Regions from separate parts of the Mus musculus genome. Here region 2 is linked to region 1. A link is a contact called in public HiChIP or PLAC-seq data. All regions are on one chromosome and are shown on one strand. The core of a region is the stretch at or near the end of the contact, and the rest is flanking DNA. Distances in the headings are between cores, read along the strand shown. Region 1 holds the start of Sp110 (Sp110 nuclear body protein). Region 2 has its middle 6.9 kb from the start of Mir8096.

Evidence for each region. HiChIP or PLAC-seq counts read pairs in DNA pulled down with a chosen protein or histone mark.
Region 2: an H3K27ac HiChIP or PLAC-seq map of CD8 T cells shows a contact between it and region 1, with 1.4 times the contacts expected there. The contact joins the enhancer-like site here to the promoter of Sp110 in region 1. A contact is called at or near these places in 2 of 39 promoter capture datasets (liver and pre-B cells), 1 of 484 Hi-C or Micro-C datasets (nephron progenitors), 3 of 115 datasets of contacts at active chromatin or transcription factors (CD8 T cells, effector CD8 T cells and memory CD8 T cells) and 2 of 9 other capture datasets (adipose tissue and liver).

What each region holds. Positions count from the first base shown.
Region 1 is chr1:85,596,136-85,600,755 of GRCm38.p6, reverse strand. It overlaps Sp110 (Sp110 nuclear body protein), which reads left to right and starts at 1,946. Exons shown (of 12, transcript NM_030194.1): 1 at 1,946-2,127. It overlaps Sp140 (Sp140 nuclear body protein), which reads right to left and starts at 53. Exons shown (of 17, transcript NM_001013817.2): 1 at 1-53.
Region 2 is chr1:85,756,572-85,761,191 of GRCm38.p6, reverse strand. No RefSeq gene overlaps it. Among named protein-coding and RNA genes, the nearest start is that of Mir8096, 6.9 kb to the right of the region's middle. Within about 2 kb of position 2,836, at least 52 of the 459 cell types and tissues checked have an H3K27ac peak or open chromatin away from gene starts, as enhancers often do. A contact at or near this core is called in CD8 T cells and nephron progenitors, where this site is marked.

The DNA of each region.
Region 1 (4,620 bases), core at 697-3,196:
TGGCACCCTAGTAAGTCAGAACCAGAGAAGCTGGGACCTGATAATTGAGCAGCAGAGTAGGAAAAGTCGGGTGTGGCTTCATAAAGTTTTTGAAGCTTCTGAAGGTAGCTAGAGCAAGAGACCGCCCCCAACCCCGCCCACACACCTCCAACCAACCAAAGGCAAGTGCAGAGAATCCAGGCAGAGCCGCTTGCTAAGGTGTGACACTGACAGCGAGGCAACACAGGGCTTCAGCAATTTCACCATGGTCTTGAGAACAAGAGGCATCTCACAGAATTCGGAAGTGGATCACAGCCGAGGCTATAGCCAGTCGGGGACAGTATCATTTTTGAAGAATGGGTGCCTTACATTTACTCTGCACAACTGTTGCTCTTATCTGGAATGCTCATTCTCATTCTGTAAGTTAGAAAACCAGCCTGAAGTGGAAAGGTAAAGAAACAGGCGTAAAGATGCAAATAAAACAAAAGCAACCAACAGAAGCCTGGAAATAACAGGCAAAACAGAGGCAGAGACAAGGTGGCTAGGGACGAGGGCCTGTCCAGGGCTCCAGGCTCAGACCTCTGCTGAAGAGGTACAAATTACTGACCTGCAGGAACAGGTCCCAAGAGTACAGGGATGCAAACAAAGCCATACACCAAAAAAAAAGTACACTTTATGTCTTCATTTATATGGCATTTCTGCGCCGGTCAAACTTAGCTGTGTAACCGATGATCTGTGGTTCTCTGGGGCTGGAATCTGAGAGGGGGTTTTCTGCCAAGAACAAGGGGATTTTAGGAGGGCAGAGGACTTGGCCTGTGTGATCACTGTGGCATGATTATATTTGGTAAAGTTCACCAAAATCATCACTTTAGGTAAATGCATCTTTAAAACTGTGTTAAACGTATAAGTCTAATGAGCTCTCACGTGGTGTGAAATACCAGGTGAGGTTTTACCATCATTACTGTAGTCCTAGTATGTGTGACTCCAAATGAAATCTTTGCCCTTATTCATATCTGTCTGATGTAATAACTTTTCTTGCTTTAGAGGTTTCTCGAGGGTAGGGTAATTTTCTGACACATAAGCATGCTTGTGATTCTTGTGCAGACTCTCTCTCTCTCACACACACACACACACACACACACACACACACACACAAGCATTAATGCACACTCAGTCCCCATCCCTGAGACACTCTGGGCCAAGCCTCTACACACACACACACACACACACACACACACACACACACACACTCAGTCCCCATCCCTGGGACACTCTGGGCCAAGCCTACTGTTCTAACTGTACTTGGCTGCAAATTCTACCGTCGGTGTCTCCATAGGAAGTACAGAGAAGCTCTGTCCTGTGTGGGCTAGCCTTGGTTCAAATCTAAAGTCCCAGAGGCCTCGTGGGTATCCTGGGGGTGGGGAATTGGGGTGTCTTGTGGATCAAATACATTTGGGAAATATTAGACGGGGTTACATAGAACTCTTCTCAGTTGAACACTCAGAGACCCTAGCTCAGACTCTTTCGAGAGTCACTTGGTTGCCTTTTGTTTTATTTCAATTTTCTCACATAGTGATCCTGACAAATTCTAGACATTTCAAAGATGCCAGCTCTGGTTGTTGTTGTTGTTGTTGTTGTTGTTGTTGTTAATTTAATAACTTCTAGCAATTTTTTTCAGGATAACCTTCACCCCAATGCAGTTTGAGAATACTTCCTAAAGGTTACAATGAGACCACTGGGGGAATAGATCCCCAGGTTAGGAAGGGGACAGTGGACACACCCTTCCCATGTTCTCCAGTGTTAATCCTTTGCCTCCCTGCCTCTCACTCCACTCCAGGCAGATCTGGATTCCCAGCAAGTGCCCCTGAAACCCATAATGCTAACCACGCTGGGGAACCGCACAAGGCAGGGGTGGAGGAGTGGAGGGCGGAATTGGTGTGGCTGGCTGGCTTCCTGCTCAGTGTGCTGAGATCACTTTCATTTTTCTTTTCTTGAAGCCTGACTCCCCGCGGGACTTCCAAGGCAGCATAACTTCGGGTCCAGACTGGGCTGTCAGGCTTTTCCAGGAAGGATCCAGGAACCCCTTAACTAATCCAGGCAGTGACCTGGGAGAACTCGGGAGAACCCGTGGCAGCCCTCAGCATCCAGGTGCGTTCTGCTCTTGGGCTCTGCAACTAGATTCCTGATTCTTGGGGTCAGCTTTTGTCTGCTGTACCCTAGACTCCCCAGGTTCTCTCTTTGCTAAGTAATCTTGTCCAGAGACTCGAGCATGGCTCCGGATCCTGGCTCGGACCCTGGAGTGGAGGTGGATAAGAGGGAGGAAGGGGAGGGGAGGGGAGGGCAGTGAGGGCTTATACACACAACTCTTTTTCTGAAACAGACTTTGGGGACAGTGTCCAGTGCCTATTCCCGAGGTTGGACCTCGCAAGTGTCCACGGTGGGCGGTGCCGTTATCATCTTCCAACACTTGCCTAATTATGGAGCTATTGGGAAAGAGAAAGTAAGGGGCGCCCTTACTTCTCTCTAGCGGGGGTATGGATGGTTTTTGTATGTTTGCTTTTTTTGGTTTTAGTCCATGGTCATTTCACTGAAATACATTACTGTGCGTGAAAATTCAAGGGAAATGTAATTTTTACAGCTGGTGACCCTGATTCCAAATAAGTCACAGAACACTTGAAATGCTTTTCACTTCTACCCTATCAGGGACTGTGACTATTGTTTTGTCTCCTGGTCACTTTGATAGTACTATGCACTGTCAAGTCCTTCGACTTGTCTGCCTTTTCCCAGCTTAATTATGCATTCATTGTATATGATGCTCATTTTATTGATTGTTTGGGGCTTTGTCTTTCCTAATGGGTGTTTGTCTTTCCCTAATTTATTTGTAAGGCCCTTAACATAATAAAAACCTGCATGCAGGCAGCTGAGACACAGGATCTTTTTTCCCCTCTTCAAGACAGAATTTCTGTGTAGCCCTGAGTGTCCTGGAACTATATATATCAGGATGGCCTCCAACTGCCTTTGCCTCCAGTGCTGGCATTAAAGGCTTGCACCATTTCCTCAGGCTTGAGATACCATATCTTGCACAGTGAGAAACAAAATATCAGAGACAGACACACTCTACTGTAGATTGGTGTCCTTGGCACAGGTACTTAACCTCTGTAGATCTGACTTCCATCTTCGGAAACTGTGGCAGGCGGCAAATGGCAAAGTTGCCACAGCAGCGTAGGTCTGAGTGCTGCTGCCATCCTAAGCAGAACCCAGAGCACATGTTCTTGCTGCCTCCCCTCCCCTCCCCCACAAGTAGCCTCAACAGCTTTCCCTCCCACCTGTCCCCAGTCTGCCAGGATTCCCTCAGGACTGGATGATCTGTGACACATCTCCCTGCTCTACAGTCCTACTGTGAAGTCGGCTTCTTTTTGTTTTCTCCTCAACATTTTTTTTGCTAAGTTTAAGAGATTGGGAAAGAAGAAGAAAGGGACAGACAAGTCTACTCAATGTGATGCTGGGATTAAATTCCTGGAAATACTCTTTGGAAATACTCTTTAATATTTAATATTCTGTTTTAAAAAAGAGGAAAGGGGGACCTTTGCCTTCTTTGTGTTTAAGATTAGCAAACAAATAAACAGAACTGTGTTGCTAGCTGGGATGCAGCTCAGGGATAGGGCACTTGCCTAAGATGCACAGGTCCTGGACTCCATCCCCACTACTGCCAATCAACAACAAAAGCGCCCCCTCTGTGATCAAAAGGTTTACTAGGGCCTGCCTTCTTACAACAGTTTGCCACCTGGAAGTTTTCTGTTATAACTCACTGGTTATTTTCTCATGATCCAGAAGCAGTCGATTTTTAGAAACATTCCATAAGAAGACCCAGGTCCATCCTGAAGAATGAAATGGGGTCATAAAACCAAGCGTTGACTTTGACCAATCCTATTTTTCATATCCTTCCTGATTTTATTCATGTGTTGTCTGCTTGCGTCAAAGTGTTGTGAGTGATTTTTCAGTGTCTAAATATTACCAGCTTTCTAGCTCTACATGTTGGGTGGTCTCTTTTTCATGAGCATTGGTATGAGATAGTGCTCTGCTACACTGCAGGTGATCTGTTCTAAGCCAGCTCATATATATTCAACTCTCTCTATACATACACTCTGGCTGTGGCCAAGCACTTTCTCAACTGTAAACCAGCATCTAGAATGTCAAGATTCGATTAGTACTCAGCCCCCTCCAGATTGTATAATCTAGCATGAGGATCGCTTACCTCACCCCTGTCTGCATTAGAGCTCACCACAGTTAGGTAGTTGTGATGACAGTGACCACCTTGCAATGCTTTGTGAACTCCAGTAAGTTACTACCTATGAAATCCTTGGAACAAAAGCTGGACATAGGACATACTCAGTGAAGAAGAGATGTTTTAAAAACCCACTTTATGTTTTAAAATCCCTTTCAGGATGGTTATATGCTATTGTCTGTCCTTCTCAGCCTCTGTGGTTTCTGGGCACTGCCTTTATCTCCTCTACCAATGGATCTTTTAGCAAGACTTTGCTCTGTAGACAGCTAAGGGATGCTTGAAGACTAGGGTGTCTACCTTTGAGAATCCATTTTATGCAGAGAGCCACTCCCCATGCTCCTGAGAACTTTTGCCTG
Region 2 (4,620 bases), core at 1,587-4,086, 160 kb before region 1:
GCAAACAATTGGGGAGACAGCTTTCCAACTGGCCATCTCTTGTCAACAAACAAAGCTTCCAGTACCTTTAGTTACGAATTGAGTTGTTGGTCAAAGGGGTCTCATGGGAAGCCCAAAACAACCCAGGTTGTTATCAAGAGTACAGGTTGCTTTCCACAAACTGACAGCGAGGCTCCATTGCTGATGACAGCACCCATACAACTCTTGAACATGGAGAAGTCAAGCTGGTGCCTACATATCTTGAGTGCGCTGGACTCGACCAGCAAGAATGACGCTGCAACAGGATCTGTCTGCACACATTTATTGGGAGAGCTTGATTGCAGAGGCGAAGAGACCCCGAGCCCAGAACTGGTGCTGCTTATATAGGCTTAGGAGAGGCATGTCTCACACCCGGATTGGTTATGCACTAAGCCTCATTTGCATGTTTCTCATCTGATTGGCTACTCTCTGTACCTCACAGAGCCTCATTATCATACCTCATTTGCATGTCTCACGTCTTATTGGTTATACTCTCAAAGCCTCATTATCATGCCCGGGCCAGGCAGTGTCTTTGCAAAAAACTTTACTGCATATGTACACATTGGTTGTTTGTCCAAACTTATGCGTGGTGGCCAGCAGTTGTCAGCGCCACTCTGCAACGGCACATGTGGCTTCCCACATACTTAGAGCCTTCACCCCGACCTTCTAGCATCTTTGGTATAGGAAGGTACTCTGCGTGCCACTAAAAGAGAATTGTAAACACCAAGCCAGCTACAAACCCTTTGATCTACAATAGTGTTCTGTCTACAAAATGTGCTAGGGCAATGGTGGCACAAAGCTTGTGGGAGTGACCAACCAGTGTCTGAGTTGTCTTAAGGTCCTCTCCAGGAGATGAAGCCATACCTGAAACTTGGAGTGACCAAGACCAGAGGCTAGATATCCCAGGGACCTAAGATAAAATAAAAACCAAATGCCACTGGTCTAAAACTACAAGAACAGCAAAAATGTAGTGACAAATTGACTCCTAATGATATTCAAATATATGAAAATATAAATATATATGAATATGCATATATATTTATAAGTACATATCATATATATATATTCATAAATCTGTGCCTTGCTCAGCCATCATCAGAGAAGCTTCTTCCTTTTGCAGAAGATGGAAACAAACACAGAGACTCAGAGCCAGGCCTTATTTAGAGAGTGAGAGGCCTTGGAATGCTCAGCTGGAAATGGGATATCTCTGTCAACTCCCTCCCCTCAGTGGTCAGGGAACCCCATGGAAGAGGATACAGAAAGAGTGTAAGAGCCAGGAGGGATGGAGGACACCAGGAAAGCAAGGCCTCTGCACCAACAAGAGCAAAGCTCATATGAACTCACAGAGACCTTAGGGGTGTAGAAACAAGTGGGTTTCTGATTCTCTTCTTCTTCTCTTCTTCTCTTCTCTTCTCTTCTCTTCTCTTCTCTTCTCTTCTCTTCTCTTCTCTTCTCTTCTCTTCTCTTCTCTTCTCTTCTCTTCTCTTCTCTCCTCTCCTCTCCTCTCCTCTCCTCTCCTCTCCTCTCCTCTCCCCTCCCCTCTTTCTCTCTCTCTCTCTCTCTCTCTCTCTCTTGCTTGCTGGTTTATCATGACAGGGTTCTCTGTATAACAGTACCACTATCTCAGCACCACGCCTGGCTAGATCTCTGATTCTTGGGCCTTCTCCTGGGCGGCTCTTTTTCTTCTGTTGGTTCTGTCCAATTTGGATAGGGTAGTTCTTTCTTCATCTTATTATATGTTAATATTATCTCTCAGAAGCCTGCTCTTTTCTAATGAGAAACAGAAAGGGGGGGAGATAGGGAGGAACTTTGAGAAGTAGGGGGAGGTGTGCTCATCATCTGGATGTATTATCTAAGAGAAGAATCTATTTTCAATAAAAGGAAGATAAAATAAAAATTAGTGTTTAAAAAGAAGAGTTCTAGGTGTGGATTCTTTAGGGAACATAAAGCATGAACTTCAAGACTGCCTGAGCAAACACTTGTAGTACTGAATCTGAGGCACACACACACAGAGGGAGAGAGAGAGAGAGAGAGAGAGAGAGAGAGAGAGAGAGAGAGAGAGAGAGAGAGAGAGAGAGAGCTCGGACAGGGGCCCCTCAGAAGGGTGGGGGTGGGGCCAGACTTACTCAGAGTCTGTCAGTCTATTGATAGACTTCTTGGGTGATTTAAAGCCTGGACTCTTTTGACCTTACAGTACTTGCTAACTTTAGCCTTACCCTCCAGGAGTATTTTCATGGCGCACTGCGTATTAAAGTGCTCATTCATTCATTCCATGCGACTCACTGGGGCTTATTTTGGTTCTAGCACTGTGCCAGGGCTAGGGACACAGGACTTCACTGTGACTTCCAAACCAGGGATCTTTGTGAGGTGGCAGCTAGAGGAGAGAGGAAGGTGAAAGGGAGACAGATTAGACAGAGAGGGAGCACTTTGAGGGGACCGAGGTGGAGGACGCCATGAAAGAAGGTACCCACTGATCCGCACGCATTTTCCAGAATAGAGGAGCTTAATGGGCTTTGTTTGGGCTGTGAAAACTTTATAATTAGCCCAACCAGCTGGCCCAGGCTGGGTGGAAGACTCCCCCACACTCCCTTTGCCTCCTCTGGTTTCAGAAATAGCAAGTTCATGCAGGCACGGTGTGCTTTGCCCAGGCAGAGCAGGCTACCCGGGACTGGCTGGCGGGGGCAGGCAGCTCCCAGCAGGGATGTGGGATTCCATCTGAGGGGAGGGGGTGGGGGGCAGCCCTGCAGTGTCTCGCAAGAGGGAAGAAGAGCCTCTGCCCTTCCCCTCTCATTCCTGACACTCGGTCTTCTACTTCCTCTTTCTCTTTTTCAGGTGTGATGGGCAGATGCTATGAGGGGCAAGCTCAGCTTCCAGGGACAGTGGGAAGCGCTAACCGCAAAGCTTGCCTTCACCCACTTTCCTTGGGCTAGACCTTTCACAACTCTGCCTGAAACCTGTTCTGCTTGAGCCCAACACCAAATCTGCCAGGCTCTTTCTGTCACTGGGCCTTACAAGTTGCTTAGAAGCTCTCAGATACCATTGAGATGCAGAAGCTGGTTTGAGTGGGTGAGGAACACCCGTGTGTGTACTTGTGAGTAGGTGGGAAAGGGGTGTCCCTGCCCGGGGTTGCTGGCAGTCATGAGGATGAGTAATGGGGATATGGAATATCTGTCCCCACATCAGACAGTCATGGCCTGGTTCCACCTCCCAAATTGTTGCTGTGGTTTAGATATGGTTTGTCCCCAGGAAAACTTACACTCAGGCTTGGTCCCAAAAGTGGAACCTTCAGGAGACGATTGGGTCATCAAGGAGGATTACAGCCCTGGAAGGAGTTCTCTCAGAAGATCAGTTACCACAAGAGCTACTTGGTGTGAAGCAGCAGTGTCCTTGGTGTGTAGCCTCGTCCGTGTGTGACCACTTGCCCTTTCACTGTCTACCATGAGTTGAAGCACCAAGCCTTTGCCAGAAATGAAGAAGGCAGTGCCAGGGACATTCTCTTGAGATTTCTAGCCTGGCAATCATGAGTACACATTGACCCAGGCTCAAGTGTTCTGTGACAGTGGCAGAGACAGATCAAGATAAATACTCAGAGTGGCCCCACGTCTTTTCACCCTCCTCCAGTTTCAGGTGCTCCTTCCCTCCTCCTCCCCAGATAACTAACACCAATATAGTGGTGGTTCACCCTCATAAGTGAACCTGACTGGAGCCTCCAAGGAGGCATGCCTGTAAGGAATCCCTAGCCAGGTTTGATGAGGAGCCTTGAATGTGGACACTGGGGTCTTGCACTGAAAAGAGGGAAAGGAAAAAGCCATTGGAGCACCAGGATCCAATGCTCTCAGATTCCTGACCACAAATGTGACGAGACCACCTGCCTCTGCCTCCCAAGTGCTGGGATTAAAGGCGTGTGCCACCACCGCCCAGTGTTTTATTATTTTTATTTATATTATGTGAATGAGGATTTGCCTATGTGTATGTATGTGCGTCATGTGTGTGCAGTACTAACAAGGGCCACAGGAGCGCATTAGCCACTGTGTGGTTGCTGGGAACCGAACCTGGACCTTTTAAGAGTAGCAAGTATTCTTAATTGCTGAGCCATGTCCCCAGTCCCCATCCTTCCTTCTTTAAGTTGCTTTAGCAGGCATTTTGTCACAGAGGTAAGAACAATAACTGATACTAATAAATGCCACAGGTGGCCACTGGATCCCTCATTGGCAATAGTGCTAGAAGTTTCTGGAAAATGAAGTGCAGCTGAGCATGGTCAGTGGGACCCAGGAAGTCCTCCCAAGAAGGTATGAGGGAAGCAGAGCCTTGTGAGAAACTAGTCTGCCTCTATGTGCACTCTTGTCCCTCCCCGGCCCTGGTGCCCAGTCTCCTACGTACATAGAAGCAGTTCACTGAAACGCTGGCTAGGGCTTCCCTTCCCAACTGACTTCACCCTCCTTCCACCACAACCCTGTGGTTGTCCAACCTGGCTTTGGAAATTAGGTCAAGCCAAAAATGGCCTCTTTTGGGAGAGTCTTCAATGGGTAATAAGTTGGCTGCTTATATTAAACACATTTCAGTGGATGGGTGGGTGGGGACCACAGTAAATTTCTTTTTTTT